Linked DNA regions of Hordeum vulgare: region 2 is linked to region 1. The links are chromatin contacts, called in public Hi-C maps. All regions are on one chromosome and are shown on one strand. Each heading gives the region's core, a stretch centred on a gene start, on an enhancer-like site or on the middle of the called end of the contact. The rest is flanking DNA. Distances are from core to core; before and after follow the strand shown. Region 1 holds the start of LOC123426278 (photosystem II 10 kDa polypeptide, chloroplastic). Region 2 holds the start of LOC123426279 (LRR receptor-like serine/threonine-protein kinase GHR1).

Region 1 (6,418 bases), core at 1,956-4,455:
CTAAGGGCTTTACAAGAATTTTTCCTTTGAAAACCCTATCGTATGAAATTCCTACAGTATTCCTACAAACCAAAGAAGGCCTAAAAAGAGCAGTATACATGTGGGGAAGAAACTTTCTATTCCTAGTAGGTAACATTCTTTTTCAAAAAAGTCCTAAACTCGACCTTTGCATCATTGTGGTGCCTGGATTTGGCGGTCATGTCGACGGCTCATCATGTTCATGGGACGATGGTCGTCTGACGCAGCAGTGGGTGCTTGGCTGTAGCACCTGGAATTGGGCGGCTGCCCTGGTCTTTCTTCTGGGAGGTGGACCGTGGTAGCGAGGTGTTGGACTTCCGCAAGCATGTTGACTAGCCGGTGGCACTACGGTCCACCGCTTGGTGGTGATGATCTAGATCCAGTCGGTCGAGTGGGGGTGACTGCAACGACCTCCTACGGCTCCATGACGGCGGTCACTGCAAGATCTTCGAAAGTGTTCATCTCTCAAAATCCAGTGGTCGACTTCGGCAATGAGATGCAAATTATGGGCGATGACTTGACGTGAAGGAATGGTTGTGCAACGGTGATGGCCGCATGGCATGTAGCTGTTGGGACCGTGGAAAAGCGGTGGCGACAACATTTGAGTGACTTTGATGGTGGTGTTACTCGAGCACCCGTTAGGAGCTCCGAGGTGAAAGTCTAGGTCTAGATATCTGGTAATGACAACATTTTTTTTATGTTGTCATCTTGTTGAATGCATTGCTCGGATTGATTCTTTGGGGTGAAAACCTAAATTCTTGTCTTAGTGGTTGGTTCCAGTGACGACGACGTTTGAGTGTGCTACCTTATGAAGGTGTTGTCTGTCGATCACGGATCTGGTCGATTGGGGTTTTTCTTTTCTCCTCGCGTACACATAGCTTTGATCTTATATGATTTCGCTATTTGTCGACGTGTTTTGTGTATATACATTGATGTCAGTTTTGTTCATCCTAGCTATGCAATGGTCGGATGTGTGCTTTTTGGATTTGTGTCCTTTTGACGCTCCTTTTTGAGCCAATAAAGAAGTAATGCTACACCTATGTAATGCTAATTACGAGATTTACGTAATATGCAACATGGGGATTTGTGATTGGAGATAAGAAGAGGAAGGCGCCCACCCCTAAAATTTGGGGGAAAGAGTTTGTTAGGAAATTTACGTAAAACGTTTATAGCTTTATGTAGATCTAGGATTTTTGCCAATAAAATTCATTCTTTGCTGAAAAGTAGGTAACATAAAAGATAGTAAGTATCATAGTCATTTGTGTTAAGCTTCATGCATTAGTCAATACAATCAAAAATCCAAACTAATGAAAAGACTAGGCAATTTACATATACATTTCAACAACCCTTCTCATGTGTTATGCACACGTGGATAAACTCAAATGTATGATTCAAGAGGCATATATGTGGACACAAAGGGGATAACAATTTTTGAATAAATTGCGAAAGCCAAAACTTGAACTGAAAATCTTGGGCTCTGATACAATATTAACCTTCATGCACCAGCCTACGTAATAAAAAAAACTGATAAAAATGATTAGGCAATCAACATATATACTTCAATATTTTGATCTTGCAACCAAACGACAAAACATGTGGTTGTAATGACGGACAACTGATACCGAAGGAGAAGCATCTTGGACACCATTTGGAAAAATAAATAAATAGATTATCTTTCTTAGAATTATTTCGTGCAACCCTATCTTTCTTAGTATTGTAAAGCCCATTTCTTATTGTCCTAGTTGTTAGGGCTATAACTTTCAGTTGCAGAAACAATGGCATAAATATTGTAAAGACTTATTTTTCTATTGATGTGCAGAGGACATGTAATTTCCTGATATGCACAATGCCTTACGATCATAGTTTTAAATAACAGGCTATGCCAAATAGCGAACCCTGCTGAGACATCTGTGACTATAGCCGGCTAATTAAAAACTTTATTTATAATATTTGTTGAGTGCTTTGTAATATCCAGCAATTATATGCAATTTATGGTACCAGGCGTTCTTTATCTTTATCTTTACTTGCAGAATTAAAGTCTGTTCAACTCTATGATGATTGCCTCCTCTTTAAAAAAGAATTCCAATTGTAGAAGTTGATAACAATTGTGAGAGAGCTTAGCACTGAAAACTTAATCACGCTTGCAGCATGTTGCTTAGAACATTAGTAATTAATTAAGGATATTTACTGATTTGCGGGTAGTGATATTTGTATCCATTACATATGTCCTGACGGTTATAATCCGCACTATTATACACATCGTTTGGTGCATAGCTTGGTTTGCTGCACATAGGCTTCAGGAAGCCAAGGCGCTAGTACTGTAGACAAGAAGAGCACCGCCCAGCAGAATTCCAGCAAGAGTCACTGCCCAGAGAAACAGCCCCGTCTTTCCTGTATAGCAGTATAAATCAAGAAAGTAAAAAAAGGTCAATGTTAATGAATTTAAGATATACACCCCGTAGTAAATTTTGTACGATCCGCTTAAAGAAACGTCTAAACTTATTTGGTTCGAGGTGCCAGTCTACGCGTACCTCCAACATAAACGTCGCCACTTGGAGACCACTCTTCTGGTGTGTATATAGGGCTGCAACGCAGTAAGAACCAAATAAGATGTTTTGTTTTTTGAGAAGAGATGTCTGAATTATGTTTTTTACTGACAAAAACTGTAGGTTCGGGTTTACGACCGCTTTACCTGTACCCATCAACATTTGCTCCATACTTGTCGGCAAACTGGTAAACACCCTTCCCCTGGTTAAATTGGAAAATTATTTAGCGATGCACAGCAGTGATAATTTTGTCAGATCTACTTTCTTGCGCTTATGACTGACCTTGGCTACCCTTCCAGACGCATCGACGCCTTCCTTGAACGCCACTCCACCACCAGGCCCTACAAGTTGGCGCGCACACACACAAAAATTCATGTGAAGGTGGTTCTCAACTCTGAATATTACGCCATATACATGTATATGTATACCCACCGTAGGGTTGGGCAGTCTGGACCTTCTTCGCCTTCTTGGCCACTATGACCAACGACGGCCTCGCCGATGGTCGCACGCCTCCAAGCTTGGATCGTTGTAACAGAGGAGAGGAAGATGGTTTCAGAGCCAAAGATGCCATGACACAGGCAGACATGTTGTTTGTGCAACACTCGCTCACTCGCTCTCTTTGAGTTTAGCTTAGTTTCTCCCACGGCTAATGCATGGTTTAAATACAAATACAGGCAGGGGGGGCTGAGGGTGGCAGACAGTGAGTGACAAGGATTTGACGGTCTATTTTTCAGACTCGACAGTTGCTATGAGGGTGGCGTGTCATGGGTCCATGATCACGTGAACGATCCTTGTCTCTTGCTTGGCTGATTAGAAACGGCGCACTTATGGAATCTGGAATGGATAAGTACTCAGGGTTTCACCATCCTTTTATTGTTTCCATGGTTGAGAAATTTCAGGTGTCCACTCATAGGTCAATTTTGAGAGTAGCACTTTGGATGATCTTATCTTTAACAGTAACATCAGAATATGGCAATGCTATTTTTATGCCAAAGTGGTTTCTCAAAAACTACTTGCAAGCAAGGCTTACGTGGTGGTGACCAAAAGACTGAATGCCCACGCATCAAGATGGTGTGGAAAATTCTGAAGGCCCAATAATCCATATGGCCAAAAGACTAAATGATCACCTAAAACTTAAAATACCGCGAACCAAATTATGGTTGGTTGGTTAGAGGGATTATGGTATCTTTAATTCATGAGGATTAAGAGCATCTCTAACAATTTTTGTATATTGAATTGCTAAAAACTTGTTATAGCAAGAGGAGAGAGAAGGTTTACAAAGACAACATGTTTTTTTTTTGCTTTGGTAGCCTTTGTATATTGGATTGCTATATTTGCACAAAACACACAATGACATGTGGGGATAGTTTGTCATAAACACATTGCACATTAACATACGTACATGTATATATATACTAACACAACTCGTGTCCACGTACACATACACACACGCGTACACTTGCACACACTTGCACACACGTACACATACTTACACATGCATGCACATACATGTGCACGTACACAAAAAACACGTACACATGCAGCACACATGCATACACGTACACAACACGTACACGTACACATGCAGCACACACGTACACACACGTACACATGTAGCACACACGTGTACACGTACACAAAAAACACGTACACGTACACATGCCGACACACACGCAAACATACAGCGCACGCGCAACACACACTAGTATACGGACCCACCTGTCATTGAGACAAAGTGAGGCTTTAGGAGGCTTGCTAAAAATTTATAAAGTGACCTTTGACTTGACAAATATGCAAAGTGTGGGTGCAAATATAGTAAGCTTTGTAAAAAAGTTGGTGGGGGACCATTTATACAAAGGTTGTTGGAGAAGGTTTTTTTACCAAGATTTGCAAAATAGCAAGTGAGTGCAAATATAGAAAGGATGTTAGAGATGCTCTGAAGTCCTAGTGCTCACATTTATTTCTGACCTGTGGTGACTTCGTAAATCTCAAAATGATATAACAGCTCAGTCTTTCGGAGGTGCTCATAGGGGTAAGATGTGCGCATGTACGTTCATAGGGATGAATGTATGAACATGTATATATGCGATTGAGTCTGTATTGTGTTAGAAAAATTTAAATACCATTCATATAAAGATATTTTCCATATTCAAATAGTTAGAATCCACTAACCAAGTTCTTTCAGCATGCATGGCAAAGACTCACTTCAATGCCGATCCTAAGAGCATCTCTAGGAGACTCCGTATAAAACCGACCTGCAAAACTCGTTTACAGTTTGCTGAAAAACAGTTTTGCAGGCCGGGGTAGGAGCGGTTAGAGTGAGACCCCGTAAAACGTACTCGTAAAAAGAATATTAGTAAAAGATGCTCTTTTACAGATCGGCTATGCAGGGTCTACTCGAGCGCCGTTGCGTCGACCCGCAAACCGAAAACCTCATAAATCAGAATTACTAATGTGCAATATAATAATAATGTCAATTTTACAATACAATAATCATCCAAAGTATAATAATTATTCAAATCATCGAAGCAAATTAAATAATTCTATAAAAAACTTGTCCCGTATACAAATGACATATGAATGAAATGAAAATGAATGGAAAATGGAATGTGTTACTACCGAGTCATTTGCCAATGGTGCTCAATGAGATCCTCGTGAAGTTGAAAGTGGGTGTTTGCATTTTCAATCTCCTTGTAGGTCTGAAGAAAAGTTCTAATTCGGTTAGGGTCTCTAGCTGGTTTGACACGGCTACCCACATTGTCATAGAAGAACTCAAAGTTCATGGCTCTCTCATCTTCGATAATCATATTGCGAAGAATAACACAACATGTCATGATGTTTTTCAAGGATCGCTTGTCCCAAAACCGAGCAGGACCACGAACAATGGAAAACCTAGATTGCAAAACCCGAAATGCTCTTTCAATGTCTTTTCGGACTGCCTCTTGTGCCCTTGCGAATTCACACTCTTTCCTAGTTTGTGGGTCTTTGATGCTCTTGACAAATGTGCACCAAGGAGGGTATATACCATCTACAAGATAGTACCCCTTTATGTATTCATGCCCATTGATAGTGTACTTGCAAGCAGGAGCATCACCACTAGCAAGCCTAGCAAACAATGAGACTGTTGCAACACATTGATATCACTTAGAGTACCCGGCATACCAAAAAGCAATGTCAAATCCATAAATCCTCGGATGCTAAAGCCTCTAGCACAATTGTTGCATCACGAGACCTGTCTCTTTCGGTTCTCGACTTCGTTCTCCTTCACGGCAAGGGCCATCACCAATGCCTGCTGGCGAAACGTGAGAAGCATCGTCTCAACATCCGAGTCGTCCGAATTGGATGAATCATCGAGCAAAAACTTCTCGCATCGGCTGAATACCATCTCCGGCGGTGGCTCCCCGGCCTCGATGGATTGGCGGATCCGGGGAGCCGGTGTAGCGGCTCGATGGAAGAGGGGAGGGACGCCCTCGCGGCGCAATTCCGCCCGCAAATTTGGCCAGAATCGCCAGCGGCGGACGAGCGGAACCAATGACGGGCGGCGGCGGAAGGGGTAGGGAAAGGGCGCGGGCTAAAATGTCCCTCCCGCCAACCGCTTTCCTGGGATACGAGGCACCGTTGGGGCGAGGCAGAAACATGTGTTTTTGCGGGCCAGGGATGGGATTTTGCAGCGCCCCACAAAAAAATTACGGGTCGGACGCGTTTGCGGGGTCTGATCGAGCAGGATTTTCCGTGCCGACCCGTATTTTGGCGGTTATTTTGCGGGTCGCGGCTTTATACGGGGTCTACTAGAGCTTCTCTAAGATCACAAACACACGCACAACACTACTACGCCACCGAAAGAAAGCATTGGA
Region 2 (6,059 bases), core at 1,935-4,434, 200 kb after region 1:
TCACATAGGTTATGGCAACTTTCTTACCCACCAAAGGTTAATTTTTTTATTTGGCGTACGCTACATGGCACCCTTTTCGTGTTGTGTTGCGTTAGCCAATAGATACATGAAAGTCTCGCCCAATTGCCTTGCCTGCTCGTATGTACTAGAAGATACAAAGAATTTGCTTATTTTATGCAAGAGAGGAAAGGAAGTGTGGACAAGGCTGGGGATGGATGATATTATCGATAGAGTTTGTCTCGTCCGGGTGAAGCAGTTTTGGAATATTTACTTTCAATGCCCAATTATGAATTGTGTATTATGGACATCCAAAATGTGTGTGAAATGATTGTCATATCATCTTGGTACCTGTGATTGGAAAGGCGTAAATTGGTTCACAAGGAGACCACTCAGAATGCACACCGGATTTCAATGGGAATCCGGGTTCTTACGACAAATTTTGTTACTGCTACGCCACAATAGGCCTCCATGAAAAAAGGGGTTAGTATTGCCCTCCGGTAGGGTTTGTTAAACTTAGCATTGATGCTCCTTTTGACCATGACTTACTTAGGGGTATGTTGGGAGCAGTATTAACAGGCGCAAAGGTAGAGTTATTGCTGGAGTTAATGGTAATATTGACTGGTGCATAGATGTTATGATGGCTGAAGCTCTGTTCCTAAAATTTGGTTTTTCCCTGGCACAAAGGGTAGGATGCAATCGCATTATTATTAACTCGGCCAACATGGTGGTGATTTATACCATGAAGGAAGGAGGACAATCGCTAGGGGCAGCGGTGATAGTTTTTTATGGTTGTTTTCATTAGCTTATGATTTTACCATTTCTAGATGAAGCATTGTACTAGAGAAGCAAATCAAGTTGCTCACGAACTTGCTAGATTGGCTAGATTTTCGTTTGTTTCTAATTGGTTTGAGGAGCCAAATATTGAAATTGTACCATCCCACATAGACGATGTAACGGTTATTTCTAATGAATAAACCACAAGTTTTTAAAAAACACAGGTCACCAAATTGACATCATCAAATGTGTGTGAACACATCCGGATGTGTCAGCGGACATCTCGCTCGACGAGGGTCATTCGACCAGAGTCATCAAATAGTTGCAAAAAATTTCATCAATAGTCATCAAATAGTTTTAAAAAAACACAGGTCATCAAACTTTATCTAGATCTATAGAAATTTGATCATGCAATTAAATAGTTGCAAAAAATTCAAAAATGCATTTCGGCTCCCGCGAACAAATGCTCCCAAGGCCCAAAAAAAGTTCAAAATGAAAAAAAAACTTAACAAAATTTATTTGTGTACTTAGTCACATTCAAATGCTACCTGCAAATTTTGAGGCAAAAAGGTAAAATATTTTGGGTTGTGCAAAAAAAAAAAGAATTTGAACACCAAAAGTTACCCCAAAATGTCATCCCAAATTTGTTTTCTTATCGACGAAACACCGTTGCTCCTTATCACACGAAAATTGTCATGCATGTTTGCGACAATAATACAATCATCTACACAAAAATTCATTTTTTTCAAAAACATTTAGTACTGTTTTTTGCGTTACTGTTCACCCGGGAGCATATGCTCCCGACAGCCAAAACACCACCCCTCTATCATGCATGTGATACTATTTTTATAGTACATAGTATCACAGAGTAGTATCATATATGATCTTATTTATTGTCATGCATGACGTAAAATAGCATAACATTTAACATGATACAGTATCTACCTATGTTACTTTAAGAGCAGTCATAATGAAAGTATCACATGTAGTATCAAGCATGCCAACTAGACAATTTTGATGAAGTGTAATAGAATTAAATGAAGAAAGAGAGAGTTGAGTATCATATCATGATACCGTATCATAATAAACGATGTATTACTATGTGTCATGCATGACAATAAATGAACTATCTTATGATGTTATGCACTATGAATGTACTATCATATAGTAGTATCATATGTATGATACTTTTCATTACAACCTAGCTAACCCTCTTTCTGCTTTAATTCTGTGTCACATCATCATATTTAGTATTCTTGAATGCATGATACCGATTAAGATATCATCACTATGACCATAGGGTGCGTATGATGTGCATATTTCCTGCAAAAAGGAAAAGTAGATGTGCAAATGTATGAGTGTCAAAAAACAAGTGGCAAACCAAAGAAAAAATGAATGTCTAGGTCTGAGTCGACTAAGACTTCGCCAAGTTTTAGTCAAGTACGGAGTAATATAGTATGTAAAAAGAAAAAAAATATATTGTTTGCATGAATCCTAATGTAAAATCAACGGAGTATAGTACTCCCTCCGTTCCTAAATATAAGTCTTTTAAGAGATTTCAATAGTATACTACATACGGATGTATATAGTCATAGTTTAGAGTATAGATTCATTCATTTTGCTTCGTATGTAGACCTCTAATGAAATCTCTTAAAAGACTTATACTCCCTCCGTTCCTAAATATAAGTCTTTGTAGAGATTTCACCAATGAACTACATACGGATGTATATAGACATACTTTATAGTGTACATTCAATTATTTTGCTCCGTATGTAGACACATAGTGAAATCGCTTAAAAGACTTATATTTAGAAATAGATGGAGTATTTAGGAACGGAGGGAGTATTAACTAAGACTTGTTAGCAAAGCCGAAAGGAAAACCCACGCACATTTTCCTCCCGTATGTGGTTCCGGGCTCGGCTGACGAGGCCATTAAACGAAACGCAGCGACCGCGGAGACCGGGATCTGCGGAACGGGGCCCATGGTGAAACGATACGAACCCTTTTGACGGTGTGCGTGCGTGGAGGCGGGGGAGTGAGCTGCACTTGACCCGCGGGTTTGGGGTCCGCGAGGAGAGGACAGGACCCGAGGCTGGCTGCTGTGTTTTCTGGCGGGTGCGGCTCGAGCGACATCGCGGGAAAGAAAAGCCTTCTCCTTTTCGCTGCCGTTTCACGTTTTGAACCCCCACCCACATCTTACGTGGTGCTACTAGTCACACATACACACCCCCAACACTCACGAAGGCGGAAGGTCCAAGTATATATATAAAACCTCCTGTAAGGACCATAACGCAAAAGTCACAGTAAGGTGCCGCGCCCGCAAGCAGAAAAAAAAATCTCTTTGTTGCGCCAAACACAGAGAAAGGACACCCCGCCCATCCCCCACTGCCCCTTGCCACTCCACTCTGCTCTCCCCCTCCTCCGCCCCACTCTCTTCCTCCGCCCCTCTTCTCGGCAGCCATTATCCCCACCCCCGGCTGCTAGGGTTAGGGTTCCCTCCGCACCTGCCCTCTCACCCCCGGCTCCCGCTCAGCCCCACCGCATTGCCTTGCCTCCCCTGTACTGCAACCCAGCTCAGCCCAATCATTCCCGGAGTGCCGGTGCCTCACACTTCTTGTCATTTGCGCGGTAAGGGAGATGCAAATGGGGTAGCTCATTGCGTTGCAGCCACTTTTTTTTTTGCTCCTCCGCTGCCCTGCACTTCGAGGGTTGGTTTCTTGCTTTCTTGGAGGGGAGATGACTTTCTGCTGCTTTTGAGCTGTGTTCCGTTGTGTTCATGGCCGAGAAGCTGTGGTGGGTGGTTGCGTTTAGTGGGCGGGGCTCAGTACTTTTACTTCTCTTCTACTACCTGCATTATTGGCGTGGGTTTTTATTAACTGTCCTTGTGTTCTTTCTTTGGCAGTTAAGTGTTACAACTAGATTCTTACCTTAGTTTTCCTACTTGGATGCTCAAAGATTTGGTTCTTAGCCATTTCCATTTGCGTTGGTTCTTAGTGCACCGTGAAAGCAGGAACGAACCTGTGGTTGACCTGCCATTTCTGTGTCCATTTCAGGTTCCAAGGAGTTAATCTCTTGTTTTTTCTATATGTGAGTGTGGGCTGCTGTCTTGTGCAGATCAAGCTGAAAGGGACAAGTGCTAGCTCTGTCTATTAGTACCTGTGCAGTCCCCGTGTGATAGTAGGTACACTCCAAGCTCAGCCCAGCTTTCGCTCCGGGAAATGCTGTCTTCTTGAGGCCTGCTAGCTTCCAGTCTTTCCCGTGGAGGAGCGTCAATCCGATGGGGTTTGTTGGCAGATTTCTGTTTTTGCTCTTGCTGGTGGCCGCCCCTGCCTTGGGCCAACTGCCGTCGCAAGACATCCTCGCGCTCCTGGCCTTCAAGAAGGGAATCACCCATGACCCTGCCGGCTTCGTCACAGACTCCTGGAATGACGAGTCAATTGACTTCAATGGCTGCCCGGCCTCCTGGAACGGCGTCGTCTGCAATGGCGCCAGCGTGGCTGGAGTTGTGCTTGACGGCCATCGGATCTCGGGTGTTGCCGATCTCTCCGTGTTTGCCAACCTGACCATGCTTGTCAAGCTCTCCATGGCCAATAACAATCTCTCCGGGAGCCTCCCTAGCAATGTAGCCAGTCTCAAGAGCTTGAAGTTCCTGGACATCTCCAGCAACCGCTTCTCGGGTCCGATCCCTGATGATATTGGCAGTCTCCGGAGCCTGCAGAACATGTCGCTTGCCGGGAACAACTTCTCAGGCCCATTGCCTGACTCCATCGATGGCCTCGCGTCGCTTCAGTCGCTGGATGTGAGCGGCAATGCTCTGTCTGGCCCATTGCCAGCAGCTCTGAAAGGTCTCCGGAGCTTGGTTGCTCTCAACCTCTCATATAATGCCTTCACAAAGGGCATTCCTGCGGGGCTTGGCCTCCTTGTGAACCTCCAGTCTGTGGATCTGAGCTGGAATCAATTGGATGGCGGCGTCGATTGGAAATTCTTGATCGAGTCAACTGTTACTCATGTTGACTTCAGTGGAAACTTGCTCACCAGCACCACCCCCAAAGAACTCAAGTTTCTCGCAGATATTTCGGAGACAGTTCTGTATCTGAACCTTAGCAACAACAAGTTGACCGGGTCACTGATAGATGGAGTTGAGCTCTCAACTTTTGGGAGATTGAAGGTGCTTGATCTCAGTAGTAATAAGCTGTCTGGAGACCTCCCAGGGTTCAATTATGTCTATGATCTTGAAGTTTTGCGCCTTGCAAACAATGGATTCACTGGGTTTGTACCTAGTGGACTTCTGAAGGGAGATTCTCTGGTGTTGAACCAACTGGACCTCAGTGCAAATAACCTGACAGGTATAACCTCTAGTTCAGAATTTATGTTTTTGATCCTCTTGCTATTTCATTTTATGCATGGCATGCAATGCTCGTTCTGGTTATATTGCAACTTTGGTCTATTTACAGTTCATGTGAAACTTTGTGTTTTTATCATCTCGCACCTGGTTTCATTCTTTATTTATGTCAGCTGATTTTGTTATGACAAATATGATCTTAGCTGGTGATTACTGGATACAAGTTGATGTCTCACTGGTCGGTGGTTGACTTAGTATGGTACCACTTTGTCAGTTCTATATTTCAAATTGTCTGTGCAGAATCATATTTCTATGTGCAAACAAATATACATATTGCTGTCTATTGTGGCATTGCCTAGAAACAATTGATTTTCTCCTTTGCAACTACTACCTCTGCAACTTAATATAAGACGTTTTCTGACACTATGACAAGTGTCAAAAAATTTCTTACATTTTGATACAGAGGGAGTACTTGATCGGGGATTGCTCGCGTGAGTATGTGTGCTGTCTTGGTAGATCATTTACCATTGTAAGGTAGAGTGGCCCTATGCAGGACAGCGCTGGGTGGTGTGTTATTGGCTAGCCCTATGCAGGACAGCGCTAGGCGATGTGTTATTGGCTAGCCCTATGCAGGACAGCGCTAGGCGATGTGTTATTGGCTAGCCCTATGCAGTACAGAGCTAAGCTATGGTTGTGTCATACAGTTCCATTTCATACTTATGGCACTGGCATCTGATGCTTCACAGACGTGTCTGATGTAAAATTGTCTTTCTTTTTCTCAGCATTAGAAAAATGTGGGAAATCCATGTGTAAATGCATGCATAGTTATCTGCAGTTTTACTTTTCTAGCATGACACTCTACTATGATAATCTGTCAGTTATCTGCCCATTAGTTTGTATGTCTTAGTCTCCTCCATACTAACTGTAGTTCTCTGTGCTGTGC

What was found. Hi-C and Micro-C count contacts between places; a contact is called where the count stands out from the background.
Region 2: a Hi-C map of leaf shows a contact between it and region 1, with 2.4 times the contacts expected there. The contact joins the promoter of LOC123426279 here to the promoter of LOC123426278 in region 1. A contact is called at or near these places in 3 of 6 Hi-C or Micro-C datasets (leaf and seedling) and 1 of 1 datasets of contacts at active chromatin or transcription factors (embryo).

Annotation. Positions count from the first base shown.
Region 1 is chr2H:357,419,023-357,425,440 of MorexV3_pseudomolecules_assembly, forward strand. LOC123426278 (photosystem II 10 kDa polypeptide, chloroplastic) reads right to left here and starts at 3,206. Exons shown (of 5, transcript XM_045110078.1): 1 at 2,997-3,206; 2 at 2,847-2,905; 3 at 2,711-2,766; 4 at 2,550-2,602; 5 at 2,189-2,409. The coding sequence starts at 3,150. The coding sequence ends at 2,315.
Region 2 is chr2H:357,623,838-357,629,896 of MorexV3_pseudomolecules_assembly, forward strand. It overlaps LOC123426279 (LRR receptor-like serine/threonine-protein kinase GHR1), which reads left to right and starts at 3,185. Exons shown (of 4, transcript XM_045110079.1): 1 at 3,185-3,402; 2 at 3,828-5,120. The coding sequence starts at 4,052.